Regions from separate parts of the Zea mays genome. Here region 1 is linked to region 2. A link is a contact called in public Hi-C data. All regions are on one chromosome and are shown on one strand. Each heading gives the region's core, a stretch centred on a gene start, on an enhancer-like site or on the middle of the called end of the contact. The rest is flanking DNA. Distances are from core to core; before and after follow the strand shown.

The links. A called contact is a pair of places that touch in the nucleus more often than the background predicts.
Region 1: a Hi-C map of leaf shows a contact between it and region 2, with 7 times the contacts expected there. The contact joins the promoter of LOC103645133 here to the promoter of LOC103641873 in region 2. A contact is called at or near these places in 3 of 25 Hi-C or Micro-C datasets (ear, leaf and tassel).

What each region holds. Positions count from the first base shown.
Region 1 is chr1:191,193,912-191,200,724 of Zm-B73-REFERENCE-NAM-5.0, forward strand. It overlaps LOC103645133 (serine--glyoxylate aminotransferase), which reads left to right and starts at 5,333. Exons shown (of 2, transcript XM_008668249.2): 1 at 5,333-5,964; 2 at 6,082-6,499. The coding sequence starts at 5,455. The coding sequence ends at 6,219. It overlaps LOC103641891 (a long non-coding RNA gene), which reads left to right. Exons shown (of 3, transcript XR_560555.2): 2 at 1-1,449; 3 at 1,912-2,157.
Region 2 is chr1:190,856,124-190,863,162 of Zm-B73-REFERENCE-NAM-5.0, forward strand. It overlaps LOC103641873 (G-type lectin S-receptor-like serine/threonine-protein kinase At2g19130), which reads right to left and starts at 5,081. Exons shown (of 2, transcript XM_020546601.1): 1 at 4,810-5,081; 2 at 2,450-4,065. The coding sequence starts at 4,981. The coding sequence ends at 2,642. LOC103641864 reads left to right here and starts at 5,295. Exons shown (of 3, transcript XM_023301317.2): 1 at 5,295-6,466; 2 at 6,601-6,647; 3 at 6,721-7,039. The coding sequence starts at 6,199. It also overlaps the pseudogene LOC103641854.

The DNA.
Region 1 (6,813 bases), core at 4,083-6,582, 340 kb after region 2:
AAATAGAACATAGCAGCATGAAAGGCTTATTTTTTCCAGAACATAGTTTAATAGACTTAATAAGTTTAAACGACCCATAATTCTGGTGCTCTATTCTGTAAGTATAAGAGTTTTAAAGTAGAACATAGCAGCATGAAAGGCTTATTTTTTTCCAGAACATAGTTTAATAGACTTAATAAGTTCAAATGACCCATAATTCTGGTGTTCTATTCTGTCTTTTATCTGTTGGGTCATTAAAATCTATAGACTTTAGCGTCCTATCTTGTCATGTGTTAGTGACGTATGAAATCATTTGGAGTCGATGGGAAGATTAATAGCCAAAAATGTTAGAAGATCATGCTTGTTTAGACCTCTATGTTGTACGGACCAGCAGGTTTGAAATGATGTTGTCACTGATCCTTGTTCTCAACTGTTGTATTAAGCAAGTACTACCATGGGGAAGTGGGGTGGGACTAGTCCAAATGTTGTAGTTACTAGAGTTAGCAAGCAGAGGAATTGGTAATGGTGATGCATTCTCAACTTCTTATGTGTGCTTGTCGTTCGATCGTCCATCAGTTTTTAGACGTACAAAACATATCACCGCATTGACGTCCATGGCTGCGAGTACAGTACAGTGGTCGGCCGGTTCCAAGTTTACAAACAGCAAGCAGTACTAGTGAGTAGGTGACATTAGCAGTACAAGCCCTGAAACCTGCAACTAAGCACGATAGAGAGTAGGGGTGGAGCTCAGGCTCGTCCATCTCGGTTAGGTGGAAATGGCCGGCATATGTGTTTCTTTCATGCTTTACTGCATCCTGTATTTTTATTTTGTTGCACTGGCACGACCGCCTGGCACTGGCACTGGCACCCCGCGTACTGATCTGATGCTGTAATAGCACGTAGCATGCGTTCAGATTAGTTAGGATAGGGAGCTGAGCTCGCTGCCAACAAGGTCAATACTAGCATCCATTTTTTTGCAAACTAGGACACAATCAGGTGAAAAGCTTGAGCTGCATTCTTTGTCTATTTAACTTTATTAGTTCTGTTTGTTTCGTGGTATGCTGTTATTTACATGTAAGCCCTAGAGATTCTTTTATTGATGTTAAACAATTACTTTTGGATGCTCCTGAAACATGCTTCTATGCATGATACAATTTGATATTGCATACTGAAGTCAGCTCATCAGTTAGAAGACTACAATGAAATATCTGAAATAGCAGATATAACTTCTAGTGGATGTTCACTGGAGATGGTTGCTAGTATGTAACAACTTCTAGTTTCTTCTCTATTGTCATATATAGTGCTTATTTTCTGGAGCTAACGTAAATGTTCTTTCAGCAACATACAATGAGAGGTCTATTAGGTCACATCTCTGACGTGTGAAGGGGCTACTATCTCTGTCTAGTCTTTATGTTTCCCTGTCAACGTCCTTAGCTCTGCTTCAGGAGTCTGCTCAAGGAAAATTAGCAGGTACATCAGGTCTAATGTTTTTTGATCTGCAGTTGTACTTATAACTTATATTTGGTGTAAACGCCTCAAGTAATGTTTATAGTACTATATGCATTTTGTTTTTTGAATGGTTTGGTGCAAGTATGACTCGACTACTGCCTAAAATTAGTTTTGCCACACTTTTGTGGAAAGAAAAATTGCTAGATAGACTCAAGTGATCTCTAGCTAAAACTCTAGTCTATATTAAGTGTTCCATGATGCTAAACAAATTATACCGATTTGTTTGTCTTGTTTAAACTTGTCCTATTGGCTGCATTGAGGTTGTTTTAGGGTTTAGGAAATGAATGGTAGAATGTTTAGTCCTTACATCTGCATGATCTTATATCAAGATTCTGTGTAGAATGTTTAGTCCTTTACTTCTTTATTTGGCCATTATATCTTTATGTTGTGATGATGATTTTTTCTCATCTTTTCCATGTATAGGACTTATATATGTGATCTCTGTTCACTGATGTGGCTGGAGCGTCATGTCAACTGCTCACCCTCCCCCTAACAAATTAAACTACACGGATGAGTGGAGCTTCATGTTGGATGATCCATGCACCTTTTAAGTTTTGGAACGTCGTACTCAAATGTAGCTTGTGTTGGTTGAACCTATTGTACTTTCTTTTGGATTTAAATTATATGATATTTAAACATTTTTTATGTTTAATACTTGTGTTGGATGCTTTATGCTTCAAATAATCATCACAATTCGTTTGATGTTTAATACTTGTGTTGGATGCTTTATGGTTCAAATATTCGTCACAATTCGTTTGACATGTACCTAAAATGACACCTCCCATCTCATCCCACTTGTGACGAAACTAATTGTCATAATTTTTTTGACACGTCAACTGCCATGTCATCCTCCTTATGACAACATATCTGTCACAAAACTGCTACGTGGCAATGGTCCAATGCTACATTGTATGACGTTTTTAGGCCTTGCTTATGACAATTAGAGTGTCATAGATTTTATGACGAATACATTTTAGTCACTATATTTATGACGTTTATTTTCTTTTCGTCATAAAAGTTCTTTTAACACGCACCTTCTGTGACAATGGTTTTTTTGTCACAGAGTCGTCACAACATAAAAGACTATGACCAAAAAACCTCTATTTGTGACGTAATGAGAATGTCATAGAAGGTCACATGTGTTGTAGTGTTGTCACTGTCTAAGTAGGCTGAGAGCTCACAAATAGCAGATGAAGATGAAGCAGAAGGGGTAGAGCTAGGGGGAGGACCAACAACACCTGAACTGGAATCTCCAAATATTCTTCCCCAAGCTTGTTTTCTTTTACCTGTATGAATAGAAGGCTGAGCAGCCCTTTGAGCCCTAACTGCACCAAACTTAGTCTCATATTTAGTAAATAGTTTATACAATTCATTTTTGACATCAACATAATATGTATTGTACTCACACCCAGTGCACTCTCCAAGTAAATGCAACACATTAAAAAAAACCTCTCATCTTAGCTCTAGGGTCCAGAATGAATGCATATGAATATAGCAAAGGTATGTCACTCCAGTATTTAAGGAATTTAAGTTGCATTGGAAACACAATAGTTCTAAGATTTAAATCTCTTTCACATGCTTTCAAATGAGATGCAATTTCCAGAATATGGTGAAGAACTAGTGGACTAGTTGGATAATAAACACCAGACAGAACAACAGTAGAGTCATAGTACAGTTCTAGAAACTCTAAAATCTTCTCAGCAACATACCAATGATTAGGAGGCAACAATTGTGACTCATAATGTGAATTGATGAAGACAGAAAAAACAGTTTTGTATGGGATCAAGTGTTTAAGCATCAAATAAGTAGAATTCCATCTAACATCCATATCCAAGCCAAATTTTCTGGGTCTAACGCCCCTTGCTAAGCAGTACTCTTTAAATGTTGCTATTCTAGAATTAGAAGCATTTAAGAAATTAATTGCAGTTCTAAAATCTTCCAAAAAAGGTTTCAGTCTCTTCATTCCAGATTTAACAATGAGATTAATGATATGACAAGCACAACGTTGATGCATAAGAGTGTAGTTAGAAGAAGGATCAGGACCCAAATAACCAGCAAACAAAGGTGTCAATGTATCCATAGCCTTTGAATTAGAAGAAGCATTGTCTAGAGTGACAGAGAAAATCTTGTCAACCAGACAAAACTCCTGAACCACAACACCAATTCTTTCAGCAATATTTTGACCAGTATGTCTAACCTCAATAAGCCTAAGACCAATGACCTTTTTTTGTAATTCCCAATCAGCATTAACATAATGACAGACAACACTAATGTAGTCCTCCTTAGCATTACCAGACCAAATATCTGAGGTTAATGCAACCGAAGAAGTAGCAAGCAACACAGAATTGATAAGCACATTACGTCGTTCAGTGAAAAGCTTCAGAAGGTCTCTAGTGGTGGTCTGTCAGGACACTTTGGTAAACCTGGGGTTATGAGCACGGGCAATATAATCCTCCCAGGCCTGTGACACCAATACCTAATGGAAGGTCAAGCCTAGCAATCAGACGACACAACTCAGTTCGAGCAAAAATAGGATCATATTCCCAATTGTGTAGAGAACCATCAGGATTGAAAGCAAGCCTAGACTGGACCCTAGCAGCGTGATCAACCTTCTTCCTACAAGCTTTCTGGTGTCTAAGCAAATGCCCAGTACCAGCAGAAGATCTAGCAGATAAACGAGTCTTACACATTCTACAAATAGCAGCAATTCGAACATTGGACCCATTCACTTTCTCAAATACCTCATCAAAATCAACCCAGACAGTAGATTTACGCTTACCAACAGATGAGGTACCAGTACCACCATCGGTGCTGGTGGAGCCGATCGGAGTATCGGTGGTCGTAGCAAGCCCTCCACCAGCGTTGGTCGGATTAGAACTTAGATCGACAGGAGCAGAGGTTAGATCGATACTGAGCAAAGCAGCAACATCAGCCTGGATGTCGTCTTCGTCATCTGGGACAAGCCCTGCCGCGCGAAGGTCGTCGTTGCCGGTGACCGGATTGACATCGTCATCATCCGCCATGGCGACCTTCACCGTGGACGGTCGAACTCCAGTACCGTCCCTCAACGTTGAGCACGCAGTCGCCGTGCCCGATCTACCCCAGAGGAGGAAGACGAGGCATCAGCAACTGACCTACAAAAGAGCAGAACAATATACAGTTAGGGTTAGGGTTAGGGTTTACGAAAGATCTAGGGTTAGGGTTAGGGTTAGGGTTTACCTGTGCTACCGAAGCCCGATGCCGGAGAACACGGGGGCCACCCAGACGACACACGACAGACAGAGACCGATTAGAGACGACGGCGAGCGGGGGAGGGCCGGAGGGGAGGGCGAGACGACAACACGAACTCACATAGTTCACCGAGAGAGAGGAGATTGGATAGGGGAGAGGGGTTAGGGTTAGAGAGGAGCTGGTGGATCGAGGTCACCGGCGTCGGGGACGGAAGCCGAGGTCGCTGGATCGGGGCTGCGCCGCGATGGAGGGGATTCGCCGATTCGCCAAGTCAATCGCCGCCAAGTCGGGAGAGAGAGGGAGCAGGGAGCGAGCGGGTGCGAATGCGAGTGCGAGGGACTGAGAGGTGGGGCCCATGGGGCGAGGAGCCGAAGAGGTAAGGGGGCGGCTGTCCACGGCGTCGGCTACGGGCCCCGACCGGGCTGTCCGCACGGAGCAGGCCGTGCCGTGCCGGCCCACGTGCCTGGCCAGCAGCCCAGGCACGGCCTGCTCCACTGGGCCGTGCCAGCCCGGGCCCATTCCATACGTGCTGGGCCGGGCGCGAACCGGGCCAAAAAAAACAGGCCTCGGGCTGGGTTAACGGGCCCGTGCCTCATGTACATCTATATGCACAACGAGACGGCCACGGGCGTCACCAACGACCTGGCCGCCGTGCGCGCGCTGCTGGACAAGCACGCGCACCCGGCGCTGCTGCTGGTGGACGGCGTGTCGTCCATCTGCGCGCTGGACTTCCGCATGGATGAGTGGGGCGTGGACGTGGCGCTCACGGGCTCGCAGAAGGCGCTGTCGATGCCGACGGGGATGGGCATCGTGTGCGCCAGCCCCAGGGCGCTGGAGGCCAGCAAGACGGCCAGGTCCGTGCGCGTCTTCTTCGACTGGAAGGACTACCTCAGGTTCTACGACATGGGCACGTACTGGCCCTACACGCCCTCCATCCAGCTCCTCTACGGCCTCCGCACCGCGCTCGACCTCATCTTCGAGGAAGGGCTGGACAACGTCGTGAGGAGGCACAACCGCCTTGGGACAGCCACCAGGCTCGCCGTCGAGGCGTGGGGGCTCAGCAACTGCTGCCAGAAGGAGGAGTGGTTCAGCGACACCGTCACCGCCGTCGTCGTGCCGCCCAACATCGACAGCGCCGAGGTCGTCAGGCACGCGTGGAAGCGGTACAACCTCAGCCTCGGCCTCGGCCTCAACAAGGTCGCCGGGAAGGTCTTCAGGATCGGCCATCTCGGCAACCTCAACGAGGTAGTGCACTGCAGGGTTGCGTTACCGTTATATATTGGCAATTCGTTTAATTAATCAGTGCAACGTACTATATCTTGTCTTGATGCTCCCAAAAAAAATTCTTCTCTTCTTTGTCAGCTGCAACTTCTGGGATGTCTGAGCGGTGTGGAGATGGTGCTCAAGGATGTGGGGTACCCAGTGAAGCTAGGTAGCGGCGTGGCGGCCGCGGCGGCGTACCTGTCAAACTCCACGCCGCTCATTCCATCTAGGATCTGAGAACAATGTAAGGGAAGGATATCGCAAACAAGGCCAGCTACAACGAGTGGGCAGACGAACGAACAAAGCGTGCAGACATCTCCGCCTCTGCTGTCTCGTAGAGCGGCTTATTGCCTGCAGTAACGAACTATCTCAGAATGTAAAGTTAAATTTCACACCCAGTTGTTGCTACATAGTAGTAGTATAGTTTTATGAATTACAGGTTTGATTAAACTTCAAATTAATCTACATGTATAGCCCTGCCCAGATTTAACTATAATGGGATCGTAGTACCGATCAACTCTGCTTCTTCCATTACAATAGTAGTTTTTTTGTGATTATTTTGTTGTAATTTGTTTTATCATTTAGGTAGTTTATGCTTAACTTAAAATTTTATATTTTAAATAAAACGATTGGTCAAAGTACGGAAGCAGTAGTAGTTTTTTTTTCCTGAGTCTAAACTAAAATCAGATCATAGGACATGCCATTCTCACAGACAAAAAAAAACACTCTCACAAGTCACAAATCACTGGTATGTATTGCTGTCAAGTCTTTGCGCGATCATAGAATAAGTGTTTCGAAAAACGAAGTACATAACATATACTGTTGTAACTC
Region 2 (7,039 bases), core at 3,831-6,330:
AAAGCCTTTACTGCTAGCAACACCCTGCACCACCGCTAACGCCACCGGTGCTCAGCAACTTCCAGCCTTCCGCCCATGGTGCTCAGCAACATCAAGAACAGTAGGCGAGGATAGGAGAGGGAAAGAAAAAGATGGCAGTGTGTTGGTGAGAAGGTGACGGGGAAGGTCGTCGTCGAGGCTACATGCCACCACCACGCCATCACTTCGCGCCGCCGCCTCTTCGCCTCCTGCGTCGCCAGCGTCTCGCCTCGCGTTTTGCGTGGCCAGATTCAATCCGGAGGAGATGAGACAATGGTACCAACCAGGCCACGGAAGGGAGGGGAAAGCCCAAATCGTGCCAGATTTGATTCTAGTTCGGATCAAAATGAACAACTCCAATGGGCCACATTGAATTCCAAACTAGACCAATTTATTTCATCTGAAAGGCCGAAAATAGGACGATCCGTCCGAAATGATAAGCTTGATACAACTGGCCAATTGAATATCTCCCCGAATGTTGTGTTATATTGGTCTATTCTTATAAAATGCTTTAGTCTTTGTTTGGCTACTTTAGTATTGATTTCAATCCACGTGTGTTGAGGTGTAATATGGTGTATATTATCTATCTTAACACATGTGGATCTATCTTAACACATGTGGATTGACCTCAATACAAGATTAAGCAAACTAGGCCTCCTGGCCCCCACGTTGCCTCCCGCACGGGCGACTTGGCCGGTAACCCTAGCCACCACACCTTCTCCCCATCCCTCCCCTCTCCCACTATGCTGCCACTGAGCAGGCCGCCAGGATGGCAACGGCTGGGCCCTTTGGTGGTGTGGTGGCGCGAGTTGGCGCCTCGTGAGGGCTCGTAGCTGGACGGGCCTTAGCCTGAGCAGTGGTGGATCCGCGGGATAGAGCTCGGCCGGAGACAGATCCGTGGGGTGGTGTTCGCCGCGTCAGCCGGGAAGGGGCTCGACACCGACGCGGCTGTCGAGGGCGGAGAGGAGTTCAGTGCAGGCACATGGCTGCCGGAGATGGGAGTGGATGGTTGGAGATGGCCCTCGGTGTCGATGCCTCGACGGTCCTCGTGGTTGGCCGGTTTTGGCAGACCTCGTGCAGGGCTTGGACGTCAACGCTCGGGGAGGGGCGCGGGCGGAGAGGACGCGTCCAGTGGTCTGGCGGGGTGTGTCGGCAGGGCTGCGCAACCGGCCAAAATGGCGGCGATAGGTCCTCTCGTTTGGTTGCATATGACAGCGCCGGGGTGGCGTTGGCCGGCAGCGGCAGGGCCTGGCGCAGACAGTGTGGCGCACGTGGCCAGGTGTTGCTCGGTTCTGTGTGCCCAGCCAGAGAGGATGGTGACCATCGCAGCTTTGCGGCTGCTGCGGCACCCGGCATGTCGATGCCCCTCTAAGGGCTTGTTCGGTTATTTTCAATCCATATAGATTAGAGGGGATTGATACAGATTGGAGAGGATTTTGACTTATTAGGGATTGAAACCCCCTCAATCCCCCTCAATCCATATGGATTGTGGTAAAATCGAACAAGCCCTAAAGTGTTTGTGCGAGATGTCAGGATGACAGCGAAAGCTGCATGCTTTGTCCTTAGGTCTTGGCATGACGATATGCCGGGGATTTCTTGGACGAAAGCCTCGGCGACGGTGATGCTTGTGGACGCCGCTTCTCCTGTTGAGGGCGTCACATTCCCCAACACTATCTTCTTTGGATGAAAGTTCGGTCCATCTCGGACAAGTGATGGTAGCGTACTAGACATCACTCGCTTCCTGAAGGTGTCGTTATTGAAGTTCTTCTCGGCCACGACATCGCCCTCGATTGTTGTTTTCGCTTCTCGGCGTCTGGTATGCGTGTGAAGGTGGGGCTTTGCAACGTGAAGTCGAAGGTGTTGCTTCAGGTGATGTGGCTCGACAATGATATCATGTGGCGAAACCCCCATTCTTCGTGGACTGGATTGTTTCGGAGGTCGAGAACTTGCTGGGGACCGGACGGAGAATTAAGCTCGTTGGTGAAGAATCGAAACTGTCTCACATGTGGTGTGTTTAGACTTGGTAACGAGGGCGCACCGCAATCTTCCTCCTTATGTGATGGTGTTTGGATGTAGGCGTCGTCGTGTTCCTTTAGCCATGTATAGCCTGTCTCGAGGAGTTACAACTGCTTGTTCCTTGTGTTGAGCTCGACAACGATGATACTGGATGGGTCGGAGGGTTGCCTTTGTTTAGGCTGTCGTGTAGTCTGTGTAGGTTTCAGACCCAATTTTTCTTAAAACTGAATTAATTCTATTTTTCTTAATTGGAAACAGAGCTCCTGTCATCACATTTAAAAAGAAGATACCTTATAAATAAAAGGAAACTGAATGGACTGTGATCTACATAGGCTGAAATATTGTCGGATGTCTTACTGCTATTCTCATGGCACTTATTTCTTTTGAAGTAATGTAACCGCAGTGCTAATGTAACTGTTCTCAAATTTTAATTTATGTTTTCTATATCAAAGAAAATTGTAAAATTTAAATGATACAACACTGTAGTGAATTACACTGCGGTAGATGAGCATAATGATTGCTGAGCATTGCTCTATATCGACCCAGCTTGTGCTTTCAAAAATCACAATGTAGTTCTGGATGAATGCTATTGCTATAATTTGCAGGGTTATGAGCTAATGTATTCTCCATCCACTAGTTGTTTTAAAAATACCGGTACTGGGGCCGCGCTGACATCTTGAATGTCCTGCAGGATTTGAACTATCTGTCGCATGGTTGGCCTGTGAGCCTCATTGTCCTGAATGCACCAGCATGCAACCTTGCATGCTCTCTCTAGCTCTTGAAAATTCACGGCACTTAGTCTGGGATCCAAAATTTCAGAAATGTCACCTTCACTTGTCCTTATTGCGGCCCGCACTGGAAAGTACCTTATGGCTCCGCTCTCCATCAATTCTGAATTCCTTCTGCCCGAAATGATCTCAAACAGCATCATTCCATAGCTGTACACATCTGCTTTTGGTGTTATGGGCAGACCTCCAATCCACTCTGGTGCAAGATACCCTGCTGTTCCTCTCATAGTTGTCAAGGCCCTGCTAAAATGTCTTTCCATAAGCTTCGCCAGACCAAAGTCAGCCAGTTTCGGACTGAAGTTTACATCAAGAAGTACGTTTTCAGGCTTTATATCACAATGTATGATGCACTCCTGACATTCATCATGGAGATACTGTAATCCCTTTGCAACACCTAGAATAATTAAAAATCTGGTGTTCCAATCCAATATCTTTTCATCCTTGAAGAGATGAGCATCTAAAGATCCATTCACCATAAAGTCATACACCAACATCCTTTCAGCCCCTCTCAAGCAGAACCCAATGAGGTGGACTAGATTGTTATGGTGAATTTTCCCTAAAGCCCTCACCTCGGTGTGAAATTGCTTCTCTCCTTGTTTCATGCCTTGAAGCTTCTTGACAGCTATCGGTTTGGAGTCTGGGAGCAATCCTTTGAACACTGAACCAAAGCTACCTTGCCCCACTCTATCTGAAAAGTTCTTTGTGCAGTGCCGCAAAAACGAGTAATCATAGACGACGAGAGAGTAATTATCTGAGAAAGCCTTTCTAGATGAAGTCCTTTGAAACATCTTAACTGTTATGCTAAGAGCACATAGTGCCATAAAAATACTACCCAGCACTGCAAATAGCACAATAAGCCTCAGATGGTGTGCCTTTTTTTCGCTATCTTGAACTACATGATCAGATGCTGCAAGACGTATATACATATCTGAACCATCAGTATTACCATTAGGTAGTTGTTTAAGATCCCAGAGTTCACTATTCCAGATATTGCAATCCTGCTTGTGTGCATATGCAGTGCAAGAGCAAGTACTCAAGCATATAGATCTGCACCCCTCCATGCTTTGGACTTTCAGTTTTACTGGGTTTTGTGAAAACTTGATGTTGGTGATCTTGAGAAACGCATCACTCTCCTTTATGCCACTTGATATATTTGACTCAGCACATTGGATATCTGTTTGCCTAACACATCCTTGACTCCATGCTCCAAGACGCCAACTTCTTGCGGAAGCTGGTCTGAAACCTGGCAAGCAGAAGCATTGCTCATCAGAACCTGTCCTGCACACTCCAAAAGGCCCGCATACAGAATATACGTCACATAGAGCTGCAGGAAAATACCACCCTGTTATCCATTCATCCGAATCATTGGACCATGTGAGACGTTGTAGTTGACCATTAATGCTTAGAATTACTCTTGTGATTACTGACACATCCTTCGTAGTCCACCGAAACTTAAGCTCGCGACTGTTGTTAACGAAGTCATATATGTAGTCACTCTTTAGTGGCATTCCAGGGATGGACGTGAATGCTTTGCCTGTCCAGTTCCCAGATTGCCAGTAAACTTCCGAGTGATTCCATATTGACACATATTGGCTCATCGTAACAAGATCTGCGTGAAAGGAGAAAGGACCTGGTGCAGGATCTTCTTGGTTCTTCCAAGAAACCCTGTCCTGATATTCATGCGTGATCTTGTCTATGCCAAACCACTGCCCGCTCACTACCGTGTCTGTTGGATGATCAAAGCTTTGCCAGAAAATATCAGAAGAGTTGTATTGATCTCTTATGCTACATCTACTGGACTTCCTTGTGCTATTCGATGACCATATGGGTGCTCCTAGAGAGTTGAGTACTAAATTTCCATCCATAGTTATTGCAAGTTCTGGAGATGAAGCATTTGAAACAGGTATATCCCGATTGGCCACCCAAATAACAGTCCTCTTTGAAATAGTCCTGAACCAGATACCAACATAAAAGTTCCCATTATTACCTGGGGAGAAGAATCCAAGCTCAAAATTCCCTTCTTTGGACACAATAGTTATATCGCCTGATAGAGGTTGGGTCCTGGAGATAGTATCAGTCGCACCAAATGTAATTGCGCAGAAATGGAGAAGAAATATGGGGAGAGTAATGGAAGGATGTGTCTTTTTGAGCAAAGCCATCACTCTGCACGGAAGTGTTGGACGTCTGGTGTTCAAGAATTTTATGCACTACTAGGGTGTTATCTTGGTCAAGCAGAGCGTGCTTTGATTTCTTTGTTCTTTGCTGTCAGCCTTCTTATTTGACTTGACTTCCCTTCACTTCTGAAATGGATGTCTTAATTTTTCTTTCTGAACTAATGGATGTAGTTGTTCCACATGGCACAAGCAATAGCCTCCAAATCAAGGCTGCAACCTTTTGTTTTTCTTACTTATTTGACCCAACAAGAATTCAAACAATAATGTTACAAGTTTGACAGGAAAAAGCCCCAGACCCGCTCACGTCGCCCTGCTTGGGCGGCTCGGGCAGCAAATTCTAGCCGCCGCCGCCACCTTGGCCGCGGCGCTTCCCGCACGCCCTGCAAGGACGGCGGTGGCAGGGAGATGCTCCCCCTTGCTCCGCCACTCCCCACCCCTCTCCCTCTGCGCCGACCTAGGCAGGTGGCCTGGCGCCGGCGCCCGCGCGCTCGCATGGCCGTGGCTAGCCCGCGGTGGCGGCGTCCGTGCGCGTGGCTAGCCCGTAGCGGCGGCGGCGGCGGTTGCGCCTTGTCCGTGCTCGTGGCGCGGTGGTTGGGTCGGGTGTGGCCCGTATGGAACTTGGCCTGGCGGCGGACCTGCAGCTGCCAGCGGCGAGGTAGATGTGGAAGAGCAGCAGGTGGTGGGTCGTGGGACGGCGGCCTCGGCGGTTCCCGGCGTCGTGGCTTCGGTTCACGCGGTCGACTGGATTTCGGATTTTGAGCCTCCCTTCGGCCGGTGGTGTGGGCAGGCTGGCTCCGTGGGTTGGGATGTGTGGTGAAGGTCCCCCGGTGAAAGCGATGCTCGTTTACGGGCGGTCGACGGTGACGTCTGTGGACGCCACTCCTGCACTGTTGAGGGTGCCGTCCTTGACCTCTCGTCTTCGAGTTATTTGAGATTGTAATAATCTCGTCGCGCTGCTTCGCCACTTTGTTACTCCGCAGCCGCGTATCGCCAGTATGGTATTCTCGAGCTCACATCCTTGCCAGATAGGGACAGTTATTCCCCCGCCCTCTGTTACCTTACATTAGCTAAGGTAAAAGTCAAAATTGTCCCTGCTGTTTACACGAGGCCGGTGAAAACCTAACTCCCTTGACTCCTCTCTTCTTCCACTGGGCTCTCCTTTTGCGCCGCCAGTACTCTGTGCTCGCACTCCTCCTCCTCCGATGGCTACTCCGGCAAGAGGCAAGAAACGGCTCGTCGTCGACGTCGATCTCGAGCTCGACAGTGAGGTCGAAGTGGCTTCCGCCTTCAGCCGCTTGTCTGTTTCTGTCGTTGCCAAGCGTTCTTCGAGCACTCCACCAGCAAGCAGCGCACCACCGGCAAGCAGCGCACCACCACAAGGTTGCGGCTTCGAGCACTGCACCGGCAAGCAGCGCACCACCAGCAAGGAGTGGACCAGCGGCAAGGAACTCACCTGCGCGGCCACATCAGGTACCTGTTTCTGTCGTCATGGAGCAGTGATTTTTGTAGAGTATTGTGTTTTTATCCAAACTGTCTAGCGACCATTAGTGCTAGAAGCAGAGGGGGCGAGTGGCTTTAATTGTTAACTGTGTTCTGTCGAACAGAGCTCACAGACGGCGTCAATCAGTGCTCGGCACCTCGTTCAGTGTCGGTAAGGGTTGAACTAAGTTCAATAATATGCAGTACTATGTTGAAATCCAATAGCAATTTTTGTGGTTTCGCAGATTACCCGATTTGAAACAGTTCGTAGTGACCTCGCCCAAGCCATTACAAAGATGCGTGTAGTTGGGAAGGAGTTGAAAGATTTGGCTGGAGACGAGATTATGGATTCGCCAGATACGGCCAAAGAGGTGTCAGTGAACTTCGCAATGTGGCGCGTGTATGAGCTTGCTCAGTCACTTGAGGACGAAGCACAGCGTTTAGAAGATCTCGAAGCTGGTCCGTCGCCACCATTATCTCAGTGGTTCAACAACCAATTTGCTGAAGATGAACATATGGGTGGTGGGGAATGGGCACTGGATGATGTCAATTCTGAAGAGCTTT